Linked DNA regions of Mus musculus: all the other regions are linked to region 4. A link is a contact called in public ChIA-PET, HiChIP or PLAC-seq and promoter capture Hi-C data. All regions are on one chromosome and are shown on one strand. The core of a region is the stretch at or near the end of the contact, and the rest is flanking DNA. Distances in the headings are between cores, read along the strand shown. Region 1 holds the start of Eif2ak4 (eukaryotic translation initiation factor 2 alpha kinase 4). Region 2 has its middle 12 kb from the start of Gm39914. Region 3 holds the start of Gchfr (GTP cyclohydrolase I feedback regulator). Region 4 holds the start of Pak6 (p21 (RAC1) activated kinase 6). Region 5 holds the start of Ccdc32 (coiled-coil domain containing 32). Region 6 overlaps Gpr176 (G protein-coupled receptor 176). Region 7 holds the start of Chst14 (carbohydrate sulfotransferase 14).

The links. Promoter capture Hi-C pulls out the DNA fragments that hold promoters and counts their contacts. ChIA-PET counts read pairs in DNA pulled down with a chosen protein or histone mark. HiChIP or PLAC-seq counts read pairs in DNA pulled down with a chosen protein or histone mark. Capture Hi-C pulls out chosen DNA fragments and counts their contacts.
Region 1: a contact with region 4 is called in an RNA polymerase II ChIA-PET map of effector CD8 T cells, with 22 read pairs. The contact joins the promoter of Eif2ak4 here to the promoter of Pak6 in region 4. A contact is called at or near these places in 7 of 39 promoter capture datasets (the 3T3-L1 cell line, cranial neural crest, hippocampal neurons and 4 more), 1 of 484 Hi-C or Micro-C datasets (embryonic stem cells), 2 of 115 datasets of contacts at active chromatin or transcription factors (effector CD8 T cells and pancreatic cancer cells) and 2 of 9 other capture datasets (adipose tissue and pancreatic islet).
Region 2: a contact with region 4 is called in an H3K4me3 HiChIP or PLAC-seq map of forebrain, with 3 times the contacts expected there. The contact joins the enhancer-like site here to the promoter of Pak6 in region 4. A contact is called at or near these places in 6 of 39 promoter capture datasets (the C10 cell line, the HPC-7 cell line, embryonic stem cells and 2 more), 7 of 484 Hi-C or Micro-C datasets (the G1E-ER4 cell line, LSK cells, cortical neurons and 3 more), 13 of 115 datasets of contacts at active chromatin or transcription factors (acute myeloid leukemia, astrocytes, bone marrow-derived macrophages and 7 more) and 2 of 9 other capture datasets (adipose tissue and liver).
Region 3: a promoter capture Hi-C map of fetal liver shows a contact between it and region 4, with 5 times the contacts expected there. The contact joins the promoter of Gchfr here to the promoter of Pak6 in region 4. A contact is called at or near these places in 3 of 39 promoter capture datasets (the SN4741 cell line, fetal liver and frontonasal cranial neural crest) and 1 of 115 datasets of contacts at active chromatin or transcription factors (pancreatic cancer cells).
Region 5: an RNA polymerase II ChIA-PET map of memory CD8 T cells shows a contact between it and region 4, with 8 read pairs. The contact joins the promoter of Ccdc32 here to the promoter of Pak6 in region 4. A contact is called at or near these places in 1 of 39 promoter capture datasets (the C10 cell line), 1 of 484 Hi-C or Micro-C datasets (LSK cells), 2 of 115 datasets of contacts at active chromatin or transcription factors (embryonic stem cells and memory CD8 T cells) and 1 of 9 other capture datasets (pancreatic islet).
Region 6: an HNF4G HiChIP or PLAC-seq map of pancreatic cancer cells shows a contact between it and region 4. The contact joins the enhancer-like site here to the promoter of Pak6 in region 4. A contact is called at or near these places in 4 of 39 promoter capture datasets (the 3T3-L1 cell line, cranial neural crest, hippocampal neurons and 1 more) and 3 of 115 datasets of contacts at active chromatin or transcription factors (embryonic stem cells, pancreatic cancer cells and stem cell-derived neural progenitor cells).
Region 7: a contact with region 4 is called in a promoter capture Hi-C map of liver. The contact joins the promoter of Chst14 here to the promoter of Pak6 in region 4. A contact is called at or near these places in 7 of 39 promoter capture datasets (the C10 cell line, the HPC-7 cell line, cranial neural crest and 3 more), 1 of 484 Hi-C or Micro-C datasets (embryonic stem cells), 7 of 115 datasets of contacts at active chromatin or transcription factors (embryonic stem cells, epiblast stem cells, forebrain and 2 more) and 3 of 9 other capture datasets (adipose tissue, liver and pancreatic islet).

Annotation. Positions count from the first base shown.
Region 1 is chr2:118,387,233-118,389,932 of GRCm38.p6, forward strand. Eif2ak4 (eukaryotic translation initiation factor 2 alpha kinase 4) reads left to right here and starts at 1,385. Exons shown (of 39, transcript NM_013719.3): 1 at 1,385-1,620. The coding sequence starts at 1,477.
Region 2 is chr2:118,975,049-118,977,748 of GRCm38.p6, forward strand. No RefSeq gene overlaps it. Among named protein-coding and RNA genes, the nearest start is that of Gm39914, 12 kb to the right of the region's middle. Within about 2 kb of position 1,438, at least 150 of the 459 cell types and tissues checked have an H3K27ac peak or open chromatin away from gene starts, as enhancers often do. A contact at or near this core is called in the G1E-ER4 cell line, the HPC-7 cell line, bone marrow-derived macrophages and 7 more, where this site is marked.
Region 3 is chr2:119,166,521-119,169,220 of GRCm38.p6, forward strand. It overlaps Gchfr (GTP cyclohydrolase I feedback regulator), which reads left to right and starts at 1,268. Exons shown (of 3, transcript NM_177157.4): 1 at 1,268-1,353. The coding sequence starts at 1,318.
Region 4 is chr2:118,662,251-118,664,950 of GRCm38.p6, forward strand. Pak6 (p21 (RAC1) activated kinase 6) reads left to right here and starts at 1,327. Exons shown (of 11, transcript NM_001033254.3): 1 at 1,327-1,773; 2 at 2,533-2,616.
Region 5 is chr2:119,028,022-119,030,721 of GRCm38.p6, forward strand. It overlaps Ccdc32 (coiled-coil domain containing 32), which reads right to left and starts at 1,372. Exons shown (of 4, transcript NM_199310.2): 1 at 1,296-1,372.
Region 6 is chr2:118,286,567-118,289,266 of GRCm38.p6, forward strand. All of the region lies in intron 1 of Gpr176 (G protein-coupled receptor 176), which reads right to left. Among named protein-coding and RNA genes, the nearest start is that of 1700054M17Rik, 17 kb to the right of the region's middle. Within about 2 kb of position 1,270, at least 46 of the 459 cell types and tissues checked have an H3K27ac peak or open chromatin away from gene starts, as enhancers often do. A contact at or near this core is called in pancreatic cancer cells, where this site is marked.
Region 7 is chr2:118,925,060-118,927,759 of GRCm38.p6, forward strand. Chst14 (carbohydrate sulfotransferase 14) reads left to right here and starts at 1,438. Exons shown (of 1, transcript NM_028117.3): 1 at 1,438-2,700. The coding sequence starts at 1,593.

The DNA of each region.
Region 1 (2,700 bases), core at 135-2,634, 270 kb before region 4:
AGAGCTGCTTAACATGGGGCAAGGATGAAGACGGCCGAATAGAGAGCCAGTGAAGAGGTGGTAAAAATGGGCTGCAGCTTAGGGGGAAACTGAGGACATGATGACAGTTTGAATGTGAGAGCTGAAAAAAAAAAAAAAAAGGCAGCACTCAACAAATATCTTCACTGTTTGTTGAGTTCTGCCATGTATCCAGGCAGGGGTCCCTGGAAACAGAACAGGTCTCCAGCTGAAGGAGGGAGGAGGTGGTTTCTAAAAGGCCTTTGTGTTACCTTGTCTGATCAGAGTGGTCTGAAGGTGAGATGCCTAAGTCAACATTACTAAGTGAACAAGATAGATGCAAACAAGATTGACAGAGACATGTCACCTAACCTAACTCGAGGCATGATAGTGCATTTTTTTTCTGAATTAAGCTACAGCAGGTAGACAACAAAGCAATAGCAATGTCTGAATAGATAGGTTACTTATATGCGTGAAAAAAAAATATGGTCAAATAGGGATGGTGGCACAGTCTCATGATCCTAGCGCTGAGAGGATAAAGTAGGAAGATTACTATGAATTCAAGGCCAGACCATGCTGCAGAGGGAGACCCTGACTCATATGGACACAAATACATCCCTTAAGTATGTAAAGTAGGGTGCAACATTTTACATGAATGTGAATGCTCAAATTTACATTAAATGAACTGGTCGGATAATTCTCTTTGTGGGATTTGAAAATGCAAGGAGAGAATTTCAGAGAGTCCAGAGAGCATGCATGAGACATTTAATTAATGATTCAAGGGTAACGAATGTGGGAAACAGGGTTTACGGTTTTTTCCTCCCAGTAGTCTCATTCTGGGAAGGTCAGGTAAGATAAACGATTTAACTCATGACTGCGCTCTAAAATTTTCCTCTCTCTAGCCAGGCAGGGTGAAGGAGTTCCAGCGCCTGTTTCTGCTACATACTTGTTTTGTGAAAACTAATATGTGTTGTCACTTTGACCTAAGAGACTGGCTCTCCAAAGTGTGTTGGCAATTCCTGACTCAATTTCTCCCCTCAGGAAGAAGGCAAAGCTTTCCCCTACTCTTGTTTTATTAGAAGTCTTGGGCCATGAGAAGTTGGAGCAAAACCCCGCCCACTGGCCTTCTCCGGAGTGGGCCAAACGAGTCAGCCGCGGAGAACCCCGCCTTCAGACCCGCCTCCTGGCCTAGGCTCCGCCCAAGGCCCTCTCACCTGCTCAGAGTCACGCCCCTAGGTCGGTCTTCAGCTCGAGACTCCGCCCCCAGGTTCGTCTCCCGCTGGAGATCCTGTCTTTAAAGCGCCTCCCCAGAGCAGAGCCACACCCCCTAGACCTGTCATCAGCTCGAGGCCCCTCCCCCAGACCCGACTCCGACTCGAGGCCCCGCCCTCAGTTCGGTCACGGCGCGGGCTGGAGCTCCCCTACCCACCCCAGAATCACCGCTACCTCGCCTAGGCCGCTGCGCCTGCCCCGGCCGCCATGGCTGGGGGCCGCGGGGCCTCTGGACGCGGCCGGGCTGAGCCACAGGAGAGCTATTCGCAGCGACAGGACCACGAGCTGCAGGCCCTGGAGGCCATTTACGGCTCGGACTTCCAGGATCTGCGGCCGGATGCGCGCGGACGGGTAGGAACGTGGTTGGTCTGGCCCGGTGTTCTCCAGTCTAGGAACCCAGCCAGACGCCTCCAGTCTGGGGCGACCACTTAGATCCTAAAGGCTTTTCATATTGCAGTTCCACTACCCTCACTTTCTGCCTCTGCGCCGCCACTGGTCTTGAGAAGGCAGCACCTGGCCTGAATTCTCTTTTTTCCCCGGTCGGGCTCCTCTCTCTGCTGTGCTTCTTATTCCCACTGACGTCCCCTAACCACCCTTCGTCCTTCCAACCATTCTTCCCCACACTGACTCGCCCCAGGCCTCGAGGTGGGTTGTGACTGCACATTCATAGTCACTCATTGCTACTTTGTGCTGGGGATGCTTAGGGGGCGTGGGTCCAGGTCTTGTGCTCTCAGCAAACAAACTCCCAGGTCACACTGTGTAAATCCCGTTTCCTGTGTGGAAGAACTTTTTGTACCTTCCTCCGAGACTTTTGAGGAATAGGTATAGAACATGTTTATTGTCGCTGTAATGCAGTGTTTACCGAGTTCTATTTAAAACATCACTTTCCTTTTTTGTGTGGAAGTTAAGCTGAGGGCAGTGACAGTCTCTCCCTATCCTTGAATAGTGTATCTGCCGAACTAAAATGTTCCTGAAGTTTGAAAGTACTTCTTTCCTCCATCTGCCTTACTTCTTTAACTCACAATGTCTGTCTTTTCTCTATATCTAGTATTTCTTTAGGAAAAGGCTTTACTTAAGCTGTCAGGGCCAAGATTCTCCCACTAAACCAATATACTTTTTAATTTAATGATTTAGACGCTAGGAACACAGTCATGGGTAAAACATGCACAAAACCCCTGCTGCCGGCGGGAAGCTTACTTTTTTAGGCCTTATTTGTAACTTTACATACAGTTATACATGCTTCTTGTAAATAGTAAGATAACCTACAGGTCATCTGGCAACTTCTCTGTTTCCAGGGAACCAGGAAGTAGGGCCTAGGCCACCAGAATAGTGTTACAGAATGTGCAGGGGACTCAGGGAGACCCAGCTGGCTTTTTTTTTTTTTTTTTTTTTTTTTAGTTTTTTTAGTTTTATGTTCCCAAGGTGCAGGAA
Region 2 (2,700 bases), core at 188-2,687, 310 kb after region 4:
ATGGTACTTGTAATCCCAGCCATGAGTGGATTCCCCGGATTGACTGGCCAACCAGTCTAGTTAAAATGGTAAGATCCAGGTTCAGGAAGAGACCCCCCATCTCAGAAAATAAGGCAAGGCTGATGAGATGTCTCAATGGGCATAGGTTATTGCCACCAGCCTGAGAACTCAAGTTTGATGCACAGGACCTACATGTCAGGAGAGAATGACTCCCACAAGTTGTCCTCTGGCTCCTACAGGTGTGAATCTGTACAGACACGTGGAAACGCAAACAAATAAAATTGTTTGCAAAGAATTGCAAATTGAAAAAAAAATCAAGATGGAGAGCGATAAAGGAAGACACCTGCATTGGCTTCTGGCCTGCGCATGCACTCGAGGATGCCTAGCCATCTCCTCCTACAGAAAGAAAGAGAAAGACGGTGGAGGTGGGGTGTTGTTGACTAACTGCAGGGAATGCTGAGCAGGTTGCCTGGAGTAAGCAAGTGTGCGTGCCAGTGAGCAATTTAGGAGATGCAAGCCCCCCCCCTCCTCTCTGCACAAACGGGTGAAGATGTGGCAAAGTCTCTTGGAAGGGCGTGGGGGTGCGGTTCAAGTAGGCATGATTCAGACGCTGCTCAAATAAAGGGGCCGTAAGAAACAGCCAAACAGGCAAAAAGAAAGAACTTTCTGGACGAATGAAGGGCTGTGCCCCCTGCCCTATGCGTACATGTCCTTTCTTTGCTTTCCTCTAGAAGCCTTCAATAAAATCCACGTGCTCTACGAAAGCGCTGTGTAAGTGGATTTCTAGGGAGGAGTGGGAGAGTTACCAAGCCCTGCCTTGAAGGGTACAGTCAGGAAAGTCAGGTTGCAAACAACACCCATGACTGCCTTATCCTGAATGTGTCTGGCACAGTCCTAGATTCGGGTTTTGTGTTTAATGAGTGACAGATTTTTTAGGTGGCGCTTCGTGTCTACGTGTTCTGGCAAAGGAATCTGCTTGGCCCCTGCACAAGTGTTTGTGTAACGACAAAAGGGTCTTGGCTCTTGTGTGGTGGGGATGTGGTTATAGTGGGCTCCCCGGCACACGTGTTTGTATAACGACAACGGGGTTTTGCATCTTCTGGTGGGCGTTTGTGTGGTGGGGGTGCGGTTATAATGTGTTCCAATTCTTCCTCCCTACAGACCGGAAAATCTCCCTCGTTTGGACGCAAATTATTCTCTGCCGCTCTCCACTTAGCTTCACGCCGGTGGAAGGCGCCCAGCGAGCAGCGAGTAGCTGTTCCGCCCCTCGGGGACCTCATCACTCCCTCCGGTGGCTTCTCGCCCACACCGAGCCTCTAGGGAGCTACCCTAGTGGGCCCATGGTTCAGCGAGTGACAGGACCTTCTCTTTCCGCCCCACCCGGTATTGACTCGGGGCATCCCTTGAGCGCCCCCTGCTCGTGACTCCGGCACTTGCTGCAGTTCCCAGCCCTCGCGAGCCGCGGAGCGCCCGGCCACGCATCCCCGGCCGGGTCAGGATCAAGGTCTTAGTCCTGCTGCCGTGCGGCTCCCTGGGGCTGGGACCGAGGGAACGTGCGGGTCGCGCAAGCGTGAACTTGGGGCAGCCGATGCCGGTGCCAGCACCGCCGCCGGCGAGGCGGAGACGGAGCGCTGGGTGAACCCGGTGCTGATACAGTGCAGGCCGCGGCTGTGCAGCCCCCCCGGTCTGCACTGCGCCAGCCATGCGCGAGCCTGAGATCAGCCTCATTAGAACAGCGTTTTAGATCGAATTTTCGGGTGGCTCTTTGGAGGCCGCCAGTCTTGGCACAGGAGGGTAGGAAAGCAGGCTCGCTCTGGTATGTGGTGCAGCGATAGAGGAATTTTTGACCACTGCGCTAACAACCTCGCCTGCTCCCCGAACTTATGTTTTGAGGACAAACATGACAAACTGTGACATCGCCCAAATGCTTTGTATTTATCTACACAGAGCTGACATTTTCATACCTATAATTGATCTGATCCTCTGTTTATTTTGAGATAGAGTCTCAAACTCTGGATCCTAAAGCTTCCACCGGAACTCAGGGATTACAGGCATACACCACCCAGCTTCCTGATTCTAGCTGCTTCTTCTCCTCTCCCTTCTCCTCCTCTTCCTGTCGCCATTGTCTTCCTCCCGTGTCCCACTCTTCCCCAGACCCTCCATCAGCCTCAATACTGACCCCTGGCAATTTAGGCTAACACAACTCCATCAGCTGTGACCCAAGTATTCAACTCACATTTCTGCTCCCATTTGGTTCCCAGTCTTCCCGTTCTAGGCTATTTCTGGCTGTCTGTTATATGGCCCTCTCATTAATTCCTGTCCTTTAGGTGTCCTAAACGCTGTCCTCGCTGTGCCTGACTCAGGCCCAACCTTCCCTAAGATCTAGATTCACCATCTCAGTTCAGAGCACGGTTTCTAGATGGGGCCTGATGAAGTTTGTGTAGCAGACTAGTGCTCTCAGAACCCTCCCTGGAATCTCTAGGCTTGGAAGGATCCTCTTCCTGCCCAACAGGTCCCCCAGGACAAAGTCGGATTTCTTATTCTTCTCCCCAAGGGATTTGAGCTCTGTTTCTCGAGCTCTTCTACTTTGGGAGGTCCTGTGTCCTCCTAGGATGGGCCACACAACCTTTATTGCCAGGAAGGATGATTCCTACCTTATTCTTCCTGTTGGTCTGTCCAGAGATTCTGCTAGGTTTTTCA
Region 3 (2,700 bases), core at 18-2,517, 500 kb after region 4:
CTCTCTGCCTCTCTCTCTCTCTCTCTCTCTCTCTCTCTCTCTCTCTCTCTCTCTCTCTTCCTTCCTGTTGCTGAGATAAAATACTCAAAACAAACAACAACCACCACCACAACAAGCCCAGCATCTTAGGGGAAAAAGAGCTTATTTTATCCCAGCTCTCAGTTCCGGCTTACAACGGAGCTTAGGATCAAACTCAGCGAACCATGGAATCAGCGGAGCATCATCCCAGCCCCTGTAGGGGTTCTTGATAGGTTCCCTGATGAGACTTTTATTTTCACCGTCCCAGGACTGAGGGTTAAATTTAGAACCTCAGTTTTTGCCCTCTACCTCTGCATTACAGCACGTCCCTTTCTGCCTCTTTAACGAGCTCTTTGTTAAACATAGATGCGTCTTATCCCTCTCGCTAATTGTTGGGGTGCGAGAGCTGGTGCCGGACAGGAAGAGGATCATATAAATACATCAGACCAGTTAGGTAAGAAGGTCAGGTTTCCAGGCCAGGGGCGGGGCGTGTTCCAGGGCAACTGGTTATATGCTTTTCCAGGGCAACTATTTTGTTCGTCTTTGCTTTTTAGGGAACCAATCAGAATGAGTCGGTTGAAGAATGTTGACCTGTCTACTTCTAGATGAGGGCGTGGACCAGCTAGTTGTGAACTCGCCGCCCTCTCTTGGGCATCAGGCTTAGGGATCGACGTTTCTATGCCTCAGGTGTTACCCTGTGATCTGCGCGTGCTCCCAAGGCTCCCTGCAGGAGGAACAGGTTCCGCGCCTTTACAGCCAGAGGACTGGCACCCAGCCAAGAGTGTAGATGATGCACAGACTTAATTTGCAGGGCCATAGATAGGCATGCAAAGACCCGCAGCCACACTTGAAAATGACAGACCCCAGGACAGACCCCAGGACGCAGGACTGCCCAGGACCTGACACTCGCGTCTCGCCTCGCCTCGTGCACTTAAGTTCACAAGGCACGCGTCCTGGTGAGGACACGCAGTCCCCGCTTCCCTTTAGTCCTCAGCGCAGTTTTCGCTCTGCTACGTTTTAGGGACAGGCGGAAACCGACTGGCATCCGCCGGACTTTGGAGCCTGAGCATGGAGGTATTGCAGGAAGAGGGCAAAGGGGCGACAGGCACCCTGTACGCCATGGCCACAACTCCTAGTGAAGTCCGCGGGGACACGCCCGCTTCCAGGTCTCTGGGGCGGCGGGACCGCGGCGCGCGCTCCTGATTGGCTCGTGCAGTGTCCGCACGGCCGCCAAGCGCCGCCCGCGGACAGAGCAGGGAGTAACGGGACTGTGGTCGCGGGCAGCCCCAGCCACGCACCATGCCCTATCTGCTCATCAGCACTCAGATCCGTATGGTGAGTACCTGGAGTGGGTGACAGCGACAGCCACTCTAAGGGACTTTCCTGATGGTCCCGCAACCGGCCTACCACGCCCCCGCGGCGCGGACACCAGGCAGGGTCAGGCGACTGGATGGGCAGGGAGTTCCGCGGGGACACCCACGACCCGCTTCACAAGCGCTGCAGCCAGGGCCCGCACGCCAAAGGCCAAGCTAAGCTGCGCACACAGCGGCTCACCTGTAGCCCCCTCCAGGCAGGGCTCGTTCTGATGCAGAGAGAATTCGGGTTAGAGGTGGAGAGGGCTGCGGGCAGCCTGGAGAGCACCACGCGGGGGTCTGAGGTCACGCTTCTCTAGGTGAAGTTTCGGGGGGGGACATGGGAGGGAGGTGGTACTGGCTGCTTTATAAGTCTCCTCAAATCCCCTTTCAAAGGATACCTGGTGCCCCCCCACCCCCACAGCTAAATAGCTGGGCGCGCTACCCCATCCTATTCCAATGCCCAGCGGTAGGTACAAATCTAGCTCCCAGGGGATAGCCAGGAGTAGTGGGCTCAGCATGAAACAGGAGAGGTCTTGACAATACCCAAAGGGCCATGAAAACCTGTACAGTTGTTGAAATCTGGATTGCTGGGCACATTCACCTCTCTTCCTCCTCAAATAATTTTTTAAAATTCTTTCCAAGTTTTCTTTCTTTGTTTTTTAGAGTTTTATTTATTTATTTTATGTATATGAGTATACTGTAGCTGTACAGATGGTTATGAGACTTCATGTGGTTGTTGGGAATTGACCGGTCAACCCCAGTCACTCAGGCCCAAAGATTTATTTATTATAAATCAGTACACTGTAGCTGTATTCAGATGCACCAGAAGAGGGTGTCAGATTTCATTGTGGGTGGTTGTGAGCTACCATGTGAGATTTGAACTCAGGACCTTTGGAAGAGCAGTCAGTGCTCTTACATGCTGAGCCATCTCACTAGCCTTCTTTCCAAGTTTTGTGTATGTGTGTGACAGGGTCTCATGTAACACAGGCTGGCCTCAGTTTGTTATGTATTGGAGGCTAGCCTTGCTTCCCAATTACTGGGATTACAGGCATGTCCCACCAGGCATGTCCTACCTGGCTTGGTTCTCTTAAATTATGGAGGTTTTGTTGTCTGTCTGTCTGTCTGTCTGTCTTTCTGTCTGTTTTTTTCCTTTGGGGGGGGCGGGGAGCGGAAATTCAAGACAGGATTTCCCTGTGTAGGCCCATCTGTCCTGGAACTATGTAGACCAAGTTGGCCTTGAACTCAAGAGATCCACCTGCCTCTGTCTCCCGAATGCTGACATCAAAGGTGTGCTCCATCACCGCCCAGCTATGGCTTGCTACATTGT
Region 4 (2,700 bases), core at 77-2,576:
AATCCTGGGAGGCAGGTGAAATTGTTTCCATTTTATAGATGATGACACTGAGGTTCAGTTGATTAAACAGCAGGCCAGAGTCACTCAATTAGTGAACAATAGAGCTGAGATGTGAGCTCAAGACTGAAAATTCAGAGCTCAGGGAGTTAGCCACATTTTAAGAATGAATGTTCAAAAGTGATGTGAATACTTTAGTGCCCCCTTGGGTAGTTAGAATCAGAAGACTTCTAGCTTTCTCGTGGCAGTACTTGTGGGTCTAGGAACACGTGGTGGGCAGTGTGGGCTGGACTGTTCACAATGGGGCAGCTACCACATAGGTTTGAGGTCAGCCTTCAGCAGAGTTTAGAGGAAGCCACAGAGAGATTATGGAATGATGCCTGGGAAAAGGGAAAAGGCAAACAATTGGCTAAGACGGGAATTTGGGCACTTCCCAGATGGACATGAGAGAAAATGACCAGTGAAGGAGGCAGGAGGCTCAAGACAGTGAGGGAGGGGCCATGCTTACGGAGTGCTCTTCAGGGAACCAGCAGGTGGGCATCCTGAGTCTCCTTTCCTCCCATGCAACTGTTTCTAGTTGTGGGAGGGGCGATGCTGGAGCAGGGGAGAACAGAAAGATGGTACCCACAGAGCTGAGTACCCCACCCTCCATCCTCACCCTTTTTGCCCTTTAGGACAAAACCAGATGAGAACGTGCAGCCCAGGTGTGGCCACGCCTGCCAGGGCTGAGACCCACAGCTGCAAACCTGGGGCGCGGATGGGAAGGGGGTTAGGCTTGGCTGTGAGCCAAGAAGGTCTGGTTTCTGGGGAACAACGGTGAGGTGAACTACAGTAGGCTCCTCTGAATCCCACCCCTCAGTCTTTTCTCTCCCTCCTCCCCCTCAGCAAAGGAAAGCAGTAAGAAACGTGTTTTTTTATAAATAGCTCCAGCCCCAGCTGATTTGTAAATTCAGTGGGTTTTTTTGTGTCAATGACATCACCCTCCTCCCCATGGCAACCCCCGACGATATCAAAATTGCCAGGCAACGTTGGAGCTGCTCGCGCCCTACAGGAGCAGGTCGCTGCCTGAGATTCTAATGGAGAAATCCCAAAGTGAGCTGGGGTGCACGGTGGAGGAGGGGTGCGCCGCGGCCGGGGCTGCCGGGCCCTGATCGATTGACCAGAGGAAGGCGGGAGCGGTTGTCGCTTGCTCCGCAGCTTGAACACACCGGGGGCTCCACGGCCAGCTCTTCCTGACAGCAGCGGCAGACCACAGCAGGTGGGGGGAGGGCACTGCTCGGTTCCTGACATGCCGGGAGCAGCAAGCAGCCATCCAGGTGACTAAGCCGGCCCACCGCCACTGAGTCACCCACCCACCCTGGCTTTTCTTCCTTCCCCCTTTGCATCTGATTATTTGGGGAGCTGAAAACTTGGAGGTGTCCCTGAGGCCCGCCCCTTCTAACTCTCCCCGCCCTACCTCGGCTTGGAGGAAAATGGAACTCGCCCGGAAGCTGCCACTACCCCCTAAGGACATGGAAGGCACGGAGGGAGCCAGAGGTGCCCATGGAGAGACCTCGGCTGGCAGAATACAATAGCAGACATGGTGTTCGGGCTGCCCGTGTGTCCTCTGAAGGTTCTGGGAGAGAAGGGGAGTCTAGTCCACACCGACTGGAGTCCTTCTGGGCTGCCTTTGCGCTCACCTCTCAAGGGGATCTTTCTGTAAAAGGAAACGTGTGGCTTCCAGGGTCACTGGTATTTGGAGAGCAAGACTGGATTGGCATAGGCAGGCCTGTGCAGGTAGGTGGCTCTGTACTGGGTGTGGACCCACGTGTGTGAGAGGGTGAGGGTGTGTCACAGTGCGTATGCGCCCAGCCAGATCTGAGGACAGCCGCTGGTCAGCAGAGAGCTGGGATGGGGACCTGACAGGGGTTGATTCTGATCGATGCTGGGCCAGCCTAGTCTTGAGTGCATGTTGGGGAGAAGGGACAGCAAACACGTGGCCTGAGCAGACAGAAGGACAGCTGCCTGCTCGGGCAGGCCCAAGCCCTGGCTGGGACCACAGGACAGAGACGTGGCCAGATGCCAAGGTAGGACGTGGTCCTGAGGCCTGGCCAAGTGTTAGGAACTAAACTAATAGGCATGGGTGTGCAGGTTCATCTCTTGTCTTCCTGACAGCCCTGAGTGCCCAGAGAACACCTTTCTAACAAGGATCTTATCACTCTCCCAGGCAGAGCTGTTCAGCTCCTATGTGTGTCCCTGCTGAGCTCAAAGACACATCCAATGAGCAGGCTACAGGCCGGGGCTCGGCTGGGGGCCACCCTGAAACCCCCTTTCAGGCATGCCCCTATGTGTGACAGGCAGAGGGGTGTGGGCCCCCTACCTCCTCCACACAACTGGCAGGCTTTTAGGCACATTGGTGAGTAAGCTGCCGCAGGCAGGGAGGTTGTGCCCACAGAGATGAGATGACACCAATCAGGGACCTTCTGGGGAAAAGCGGCTGAAAGAGAAAATCACCGGGGTCTTTCTTTTTCTTTCTTTTTTTTTTTTTGCCTAAAGGTAGCACCAAGCTTCTGGGCTCCAGACAAGCACCAGCCTACAGTGGGAGAGGGTGAGGCCCAGCTGCCCAGAAGGAGTGCCAAGGTAAGGTCTCCACTGTGGCAGCAGGTTCTGGATTCTTGAGCTGGGGACAGGGTATCCATTTATTGAGGCCACTCCTCACCTAGG
Region 5 (2,700 bases), core at 122-2,621, 370 kb after region 4:
TGTCCATAAAGGAGCCCAGGACTTTACCATGGGCTGGACAGTGGATTCTGCTGCCTCACAACAGCCTTCACCTACAGGATGAGGCTCCACAAATGAATCTGAGAAGCTACAGCCCCAGCCCTTGCATTTTACATATTCAATGAACACAAGACTCTCTATGTTCCCATGGTGCATCCGTGGCTAACTACTGTGCTGTCTGCAGACCTCCCTCATACAGCTGTTCTATCATGGTCAGTTAGGGTGTCTTCAGTGGGACACAGACTGACAGTCTTACATTGTCCCTCACATGTGAAAACAGCAAAAATGGGCTTGGTGAAAAGTCATCATAGCGCAAGGTTAAGTGTGTATTACAGTGGCAGCAGGGCTGTGTACTTCAAGTTCCTCCACACCCCTATTCATACTTTTTCCACTTTATTTTTTTATTATTACTATTTTAATTGCCCATATTTTTGCTGTAAAGTGCGATAATTGAATAAGTGTATGCAATGTGTATTCAACCAAATAATTAGCACTGAATGTAAATAATGAAAGAGAGGCATTCTCATCATTTTAGAGACACATTTAGGAATGGTGAAGCACATCTGTACTCCTGCACTAAGGAGTCTGAGGCAGAAAAGAGCATGAATTCCAGGAGCTGGTGAGGAAGAAGGAAGTGGAGCAGGAAAAGGGCGAGGAAGAAGCAGGAAGAGGAAATAACAAGATCAAATGAGCAGTTTGCTCAAAGCAGCATTGCTGGTATATGATGTTTTGCTTCCAAATCCTTATTTTCACCCAGCACCAACACTATGCCTGCTTGGGAAACACACTGAAAGTCGCCCACGCCGAGATGGGAGAAGGGCTATGCATAGAGTCTAGGGGCTTCCATAACCATCTAGGTTTATGGAATCGGTCGACGCCTTCTTTTAAGAGGGCTTTTAAAGATCAGGAAAGCTGACAAGGGCAAAGTCTGAATTCCAGCCAAGTCCAGCCAGCGCGAGGGCCCAAAGTAGATAGTAGTAGAAGGTCAGATATGTCACGAAGTCCTTAGAATCTCCGTGGAAGTACTCTACACACCCAAACCCCAAGTCTGCACTCACTCGGGGGTGGGGTGGGGTGAGGCATGTCCCTGACCCCGGGAACCTTCAGAACGGTAGAGGAAAACGTGTGTCCAGATCCCAGGCCTCAGTCACCCCGGCCTAAACAAATCACTGGTCTTGACGATCCGGCCCCTGATACCCTCAGTTGTGTTTCGGGGTCAGGCCATAGTAGGAGATGCTAAACACGGGACACCGCGGCCCCTCACCTACCGCAATTACCTGCCCAGCAGTTTCCAAACGCCCGGCTCAGGTTTGTCGCTGGCAGTCAGGAAGAATCGGGGAGGGGCGGAGTCTCTGAGTGACGGAGCTGAGAAGCCCTCCAATTGATGTCTGATTTTCTGTCGTTCTATGAGTTGATTGGTAAAATAGTTAATGACGCCCAGAGGCGGGCAATCGGTGGGCGGAACTAGTGGTTGCCAGGAAACGATGGAATCTCCTGTCCAGAGTTTAGTACCTTAACTCTCCAGGACCGGATTGATTCTTTGCAGGCTCCAGAGTTCCAGCTTTTCACCACCCATCCCAGACTCGGCTAGGGAAGCCAGTTTTCTAGACTTTTCTTGGTCCCCAGAGATCTTGATTTCTAAAGTCCTTCTGAAATAAGGTCCCTGCTTATCTTACAAAACTAGATGGTCCTCAAAGCCCCAAGGCTCTAGGCGCATCCCCTTCCAACGGCCCTTGCTTGGATTGTTTTCAGTGTGTATCCCAATATTAGGTGAAAATACAGATTTGGGGTCAGTAAATCGTGTATCAATTATCTCCCAAACAATCCTCTGAATATTTGTGTTACCTTTACCTCGTGACTATCTCAAGTTAGAGCATGTCAGTGACTTAGGATATCGGGGCCTCAATTCACTGACTCCTGAGACTTCATTTAGTTAAAAAAAAAATACTAAGCTCCTACTCTGCTATAGGTATTGTGAGTGTGAATTCAGAACACAGAAGACTTGTTATGGTGGGGCTGGAGAGATGGCTCAGTGGTTAAGAGCGCTGAATGCTCTTTCATTGGTCCTGAGTTCAATTCTCAGCAACCACATGGTGGCTCACAACCATCTGTAATGGGGTCCAATGTCCTCTTCTGGTGTCTGAAGACAGCTACAGTGTACTCATATACATAAAATAAATATATATTTTTAAAAAGACGTCTTATGGGCCCCAGCTTAGTGTAGGAGGAGGTCCACCAGACAGACAGACAAATGTACAAATGGCACCAAAGACGTATGGAAGATGATGGTAGTGTGGGAAGGGGGAGAGAGAGAGAGAGTTTATAACACCTTCAATAGCCAGATGTAGTAGTGCCTGTAACCCTAGCATTCTAAAGCTGAGGGCATGAGGCTGTGGAGTTCTAGGTCAATCTGAACTGCAAGTGAAAATCCTATCTAAAATTAAAACTATCTCTCTTACACAGCCTCCAATGATTGTCAACATGTTTCTTTGGTTATTCCTTGTTCCCAATGATTAAAAAAATGTTGGGGTAACTTTAAAAAAAATTATATGTATGTCTTCCATTTGGTGTCTGTAGAAGGTTGTGAGACTCCTGGTGTGGGTGCTGGGAACTGAATCTGGTCCTTTGGAAGAGCAGCAAGCACTCTTAACACCTGAGCCCCATTATTCCCACTTTCTAGAG
Region 6 (2,700 bases), core at 20-2,519, 380 kb before region 4:
ATCTGACAGCAGAGCCACACGCTATGGGAAGGACATGGTACTAAGCCTGCTATCCAGGGCACAGGCTATCCAGAGCTCCAGGCAGAGTCACTCCAAGGAGCTGCCTTTGTCCTTGAATATGTACAGAACTTACTGCCAAGGTCTTCTCAAACTCAATGTTCTGTGATCTTCTAGACAATGTAGAAAAACCAACTGATACATCTAGACATGTGGGCCAGCTGTTTCCAGGAATTCTCTAAAGCACTCTGCATTAGTTTGGTGATAGTGACTCAAGAAAACATCAACAGTGATCACACACACACACACACACACACACACACACACACACACGGACTCCCACTTATTCAGGATAAGAGTTGTTTATACTGATGCCACCAGTCACCATGGTGATAAGCTGAACAATAATGATTTATGAGAATCCTCCTGATTTGGAAGCCTTTCGTCACTGGTACACAGATTTGAGTCTAACCAAAGCATCTTTCTTTACATAGTGTTACAGGCAAGACTTAAAAATATGCTCAGGATCTATTAATGTAATAGTCCACTGGAAGATATTGTCTATGAAGAGATGTACACATTGCGGTATATTTGATTTTCACTGCTAGAAGAGTCTTTATCCCTTAAAGAACTTCTCACAAATAAATTATTCCCTTTGTGAGAATCAAAATCCTGAGGATTTTCATGTTGTTTTTTGAATGTGTGTGTGTGTGTGTGTGTGTGTGTGTGTGTGTGTGTGTGTGTGTGCATTTGCATGCACACCTGTGTTGGGTTGGGTTGCCATGGTGCATATGTGGTGGTCAGCCACCATTATGAAACTTCTGGCCATCAGACTATGGTCTCCAAGCTTAAAGTAGCACTCCAAGGTAAAGGTCGCACCTTTACCAGCTGAGTCACTTTGCACTGGTCCCACAGTCTGTATATTTGAAACAACATATATTTTGGATTTTCAATCCATAATTTTAACCCTGTCACCCATGTTTAAGTCTCCTCTTGTAGCACCATGAGGCTGCTAGGCACCTCAGCACTTGGATCCATCCATTCCAAAGTTGTTTGAGTCAGATCTGTAGTCAAGTCCCAAACGACCACTAGCAACAGACTCACCAGCCTTCACCCATGCTCCTGGGCTGGACTGCTCTTTCCACCCTGGGAAGCATTTCCACTGAGTCCACAGCAGGAAGCCAGCACATTCCCACTGTAGGTCCCATGGCAGGCTCAGGGGGTGCCCATTATAGGACTCTGACTCACTGAGTCCAACACCAGCTTCCTGGATGAGGAAGCCCTGACAATGACTACCTCTGAGGGATGCTGGCAAAAGCATCTAGTGCTTAACTGCTGAGTCAAGTGTGTAAGAAATGCCTGGCAAGGCTTCCAAATCAGAGGAGTGCCCATACGTCATTACGTTCAGCTTATCACCATGGTGACAGTGGCATCAGTATAAGCAACTCTTATCCTGAATAAGTGGGAACGTGCGTGTGCATGTGTGTGTGTGTGTGTGTGTAAACACTTGTGATGTTTTCTTACTGAGTAACCATATGTCATCAAGTCTCCAGCCCCAAGCCCATAGTTCATAAACCTACATGACCATTGGGATCACCACGAAACTTCTAAAGTACAGAGTCCCTACATCTAACCCTACTACATCAGAACTTTAGAGAGCATAGGAATCTTCAGTTTCATGTGCACAGCAGGAAATTTGGATGGAGTAACCACACCTAGCTTCACCAAACCCAGCAGCTCAGGAATACTACACTCAGGATTCCTTAAATAGAAAGAAAAACACCTCCCCCCTCAAAACACACACACACACACACACACACACACACACACACACACACACACACACCATAAAGGCACACACAGAAATCTCAGAGAATCTGAAAACAAGCATCCATGGAGCCTGGAGGAAAGCCTTCTCCATCAAGAATCAGGGTGGAGCTTGACCCCACTTCAGTGTGGGCAGAGCTCCAGCCACGGGGCAGCTCTTCCTTTGGGAATACCATCACCAGACCCAGTTTTAATTTTTTATAACTGACCTTCTTTGATACTTTTTAATCTCTCCCAACAGACCCACTGGGCAACCAGAAAATGAGAATATTTTAATTAGCTTTAATAGATATATTCCTAGCACCCCCATTTCATGGTGTGGCCTTAAGTATATTGGAACTATCGACTTTGTTTTAGAAAGAAGAGAAGAAGTTGGGGTGAGGGAGTTGCTCACTAAAAGCTGTACAGGGGAGGAGTACACTTGGTGGAATTATAGAGAACGAGATCTGAATGGCTTGCTTCCCGGAGGCTTGCTTGCCAGGGTGCCATCTGGTTGCTGCAGCCTGGGAGCCCTCAGGCTTGCTCTAGTTACTTCTAGTCTGGGACTTCAGGTTTTTCCTGTTTCCCAATGAAATGCCTTTGAGTGATTACCAAGATGATGTAGAACCAATTCTTAAAATGCAGACAATGAGCCGGGCGTGGTGGCGCACGCCTTTAATCCCAGCACTCGGGAGGCAGAGGCAGGCGAATTTCTGAGTTCGAGGCCAGCCTGGTCTACAAAATGAGTTCCAGGACAGCCAGGGCTATAAAGAGAAACCCTGTCTCGTAAAACCAAAAAAAAAAAAAAAATGCAGACAATGTATAAAAATATAAAGGACAAAGGTTGAAGAGATGACTCAGCTGCTAAGAATGCTTACTGCTCTTCCAGAGATGGGT
Region 7 (2,700 bases), core at 188-2,687, 260 kb after region 4:
GGTGATGAGATCAGAGCTTTCATCCCCATGACATGGGTAGGCTATCCCATGGTATGGACAGCCATCAGTGTGCTGCCCACGAGAGTTCTAAGAGGTGTCACTTTACAGACAAATGGAGCAGGCAATCCCACCACCAGAAATCTATACACTGCCTAGAAAGGGACAGCAGTGTAGTGAAGGGTCAGAAGTGGCCTGAGATGCACCCAGCATCCAACTTTAAAGCCACTGAACCTCCCAGTTCAGACATTTACCCCATGTTTTCTGTGTGGCTCTCTGAACAACAACAACACACACACACACACACACACACACACACACGTCACTTTATCCCTCAGACCCCCTCATCTGCCTAATCAGCTTCATAGTCTCACCATTCCCACCCAGTCCTTTCATCATCCTCTGGGCATAACCTGTACCAAAGTCAATTCTTCGTCCTCCCATCTAATGTGCTGTCATGACTAGGAATTGGGTCTGAAAGTCAGCCTTGGCTAGCCAGTGAAACCCATACCTAAACAACAACAACAACAAAACCTTCAGTCACAGCTACCCCAGAGTCCATACAATGTGAACAGCCACAGAATCTACTGTCAAGTGGCTGATGACTATAGGAAATAGTTAAAAACAAACAACAACAACAACAACAAAAAAACGTGATTTGTTCCCCAGTTCTGTTGTCTTAAGCCTTGTTGGGGCCCCACACGAAGTCAAGCTGTAGTGCTTAGGGACTAGTTGTATGCTGCTGTTCAAAGTACTCTGACCAATCTGTTGCCACTGGGTACATCTTGGCTCCAAGCAAAGAGGCCTTTCTGTGGTTGCTGCGTTGTACTTGTAGGTTGTCCTGAAGTATATATTGGCCATACGTGGTCCCGAGGTACTTGTCCATAGCCTCCGACCAGAGTGTCCCAGTTAGCCTACTGCTTCAGACTTGGCAGGGGAGATTCCTTTTACAGACAGATCAGCATTGCTCAGTAGATAAGCACTAGTCCCTAGGAATTACTAAAGCAAAATGTCACCATGGAGACATTAGCCAGAGCTTGACAGAGTGGCCCTGCCCTGGGCTGGGACTGGTACAAGCGGCTAAGGACCATGCTTCCGGTCAGGACAGATCTCCTTTATGTCTAGACCGACTGAGTGGTGGGTTGTCCTGCATTCAGGTCACAGCTGGAGGGACAGCGGTTCCAGAGCAGTTTAAAGCAGGATGGAGGGTGCAAATCTTAAATGGAGCACCAAGAGGACACGTGTTAAAGAGACACGGGATCTCAGTAGCTCCTGCTTTCCAGGTCTCATTTTGTCTGGAGTGGCCCAGGCTCATGAGTTCTCTCCCGGGCTAGGGTCCGCCTGCGGCCTCCCGCAACTAGCTCCTAGGACTCGGGCACCCGCCCCTCTCCCCGCCCCACAACGTGGGCCCGCCCTCGCGCCTGTATCAGGGAGGGGCGGGGAGAGAAGAGCGGCCGGGCGGGACATCCGGCCCTGGTCCCTGCCTGCACCCCGGGAGCTGGCCACCCACTATCCCTCCCCTCCCGAGACCTCCAGCCCCTGCTGCAGTCACCTCCCCTGCAGCCTCGAGGTCGGCGAGGTCTGGCCGCAGCACCATGTTTCCCCGCCCTCTGACCCCACTGGCTGCCCCGAAAAGCGCGGAGACCCTGGGCCGCACGCCAAGGCGGGCCCCATTGGGCCGGGCCCGGGCTGGGCTCGGGGGGCCGCCCCTGCTGCTGCCGTCCATGCTGATGTTCGCTGTAATCGTGGCCTCCAGCGGACTGCTGCTCATGATCGAGCGAGGCATCCTATCGGAGATGAAACCCCTTCCCCTGCACCCTCCCAGCCACAAAGGCGCGGCCTGGAGCGGGACAGATCCTAAGCCTAGAGGCCTATCCTTGGATGCTGGGGACTCGGACTTGCAAGTGAGGGAGGACATCCGAAACCGGACCTTGAGGGCCGTGTGCGGACAACCAGGCATGCCCCGGGACCCCTGGGACTTGCCGGTGGGACAGCGGCGCACCCTGCTGCGCCACATTCTCGTAAGTGACCGCTACCGCTTCCTCTACTGCTATGTCCCCAAAGTGGCCTGCTCTAACTGGAAACGTGTGCTGAAGGTGCTGGCTGGCATCCTGAACAACGTGGATGTCCGCCTCAAGATGGACCACCGCAGTGACTTGGTGTTTCTGGCAGACCTGCGGCCTGAGGAGATTCGCTACCGTCTGCAGCACTACTTCAAGTTCCTGTTTGTGCGAGACCCCTTGGAACGCCTCCTGTCTGCTTACCGTAACAAGTTTGGAGAGATCCGAGAGTACCAGCAGCGATATGGGGCCGAAATTGTCAGGCGCTACAGGGCTGGAGCTGGCCCCAGCCCTGCAGGGGACGATGTCACCTTCCCAGAGTTCCTGAGATACCTGGTGGATGAGGATCCTGAACATATGAATGAGCATTGGATGCCTGTGTACCACCTGTGCCAACCATGTGCTGTGCACTACGACTTCGTGGGTTCCTATGAGAGGCTGGAGGCTGATGCCAACCAGGTGCTGGAGTGGGTGCGGGCCCCACCCCATGTCCGGTTCCCAGCTCGCCAGGCCTGGTACCGGCCAGCCAGCCCAGAAAGTCTGCATTACCACTTGTGCAATGTTCCACGGGCCCTGCTTCAAGATGTGCTACCTAAGTATATCCTGGACTTCTCCCTCTTTGCTTACCCACTGCCCAATGTCA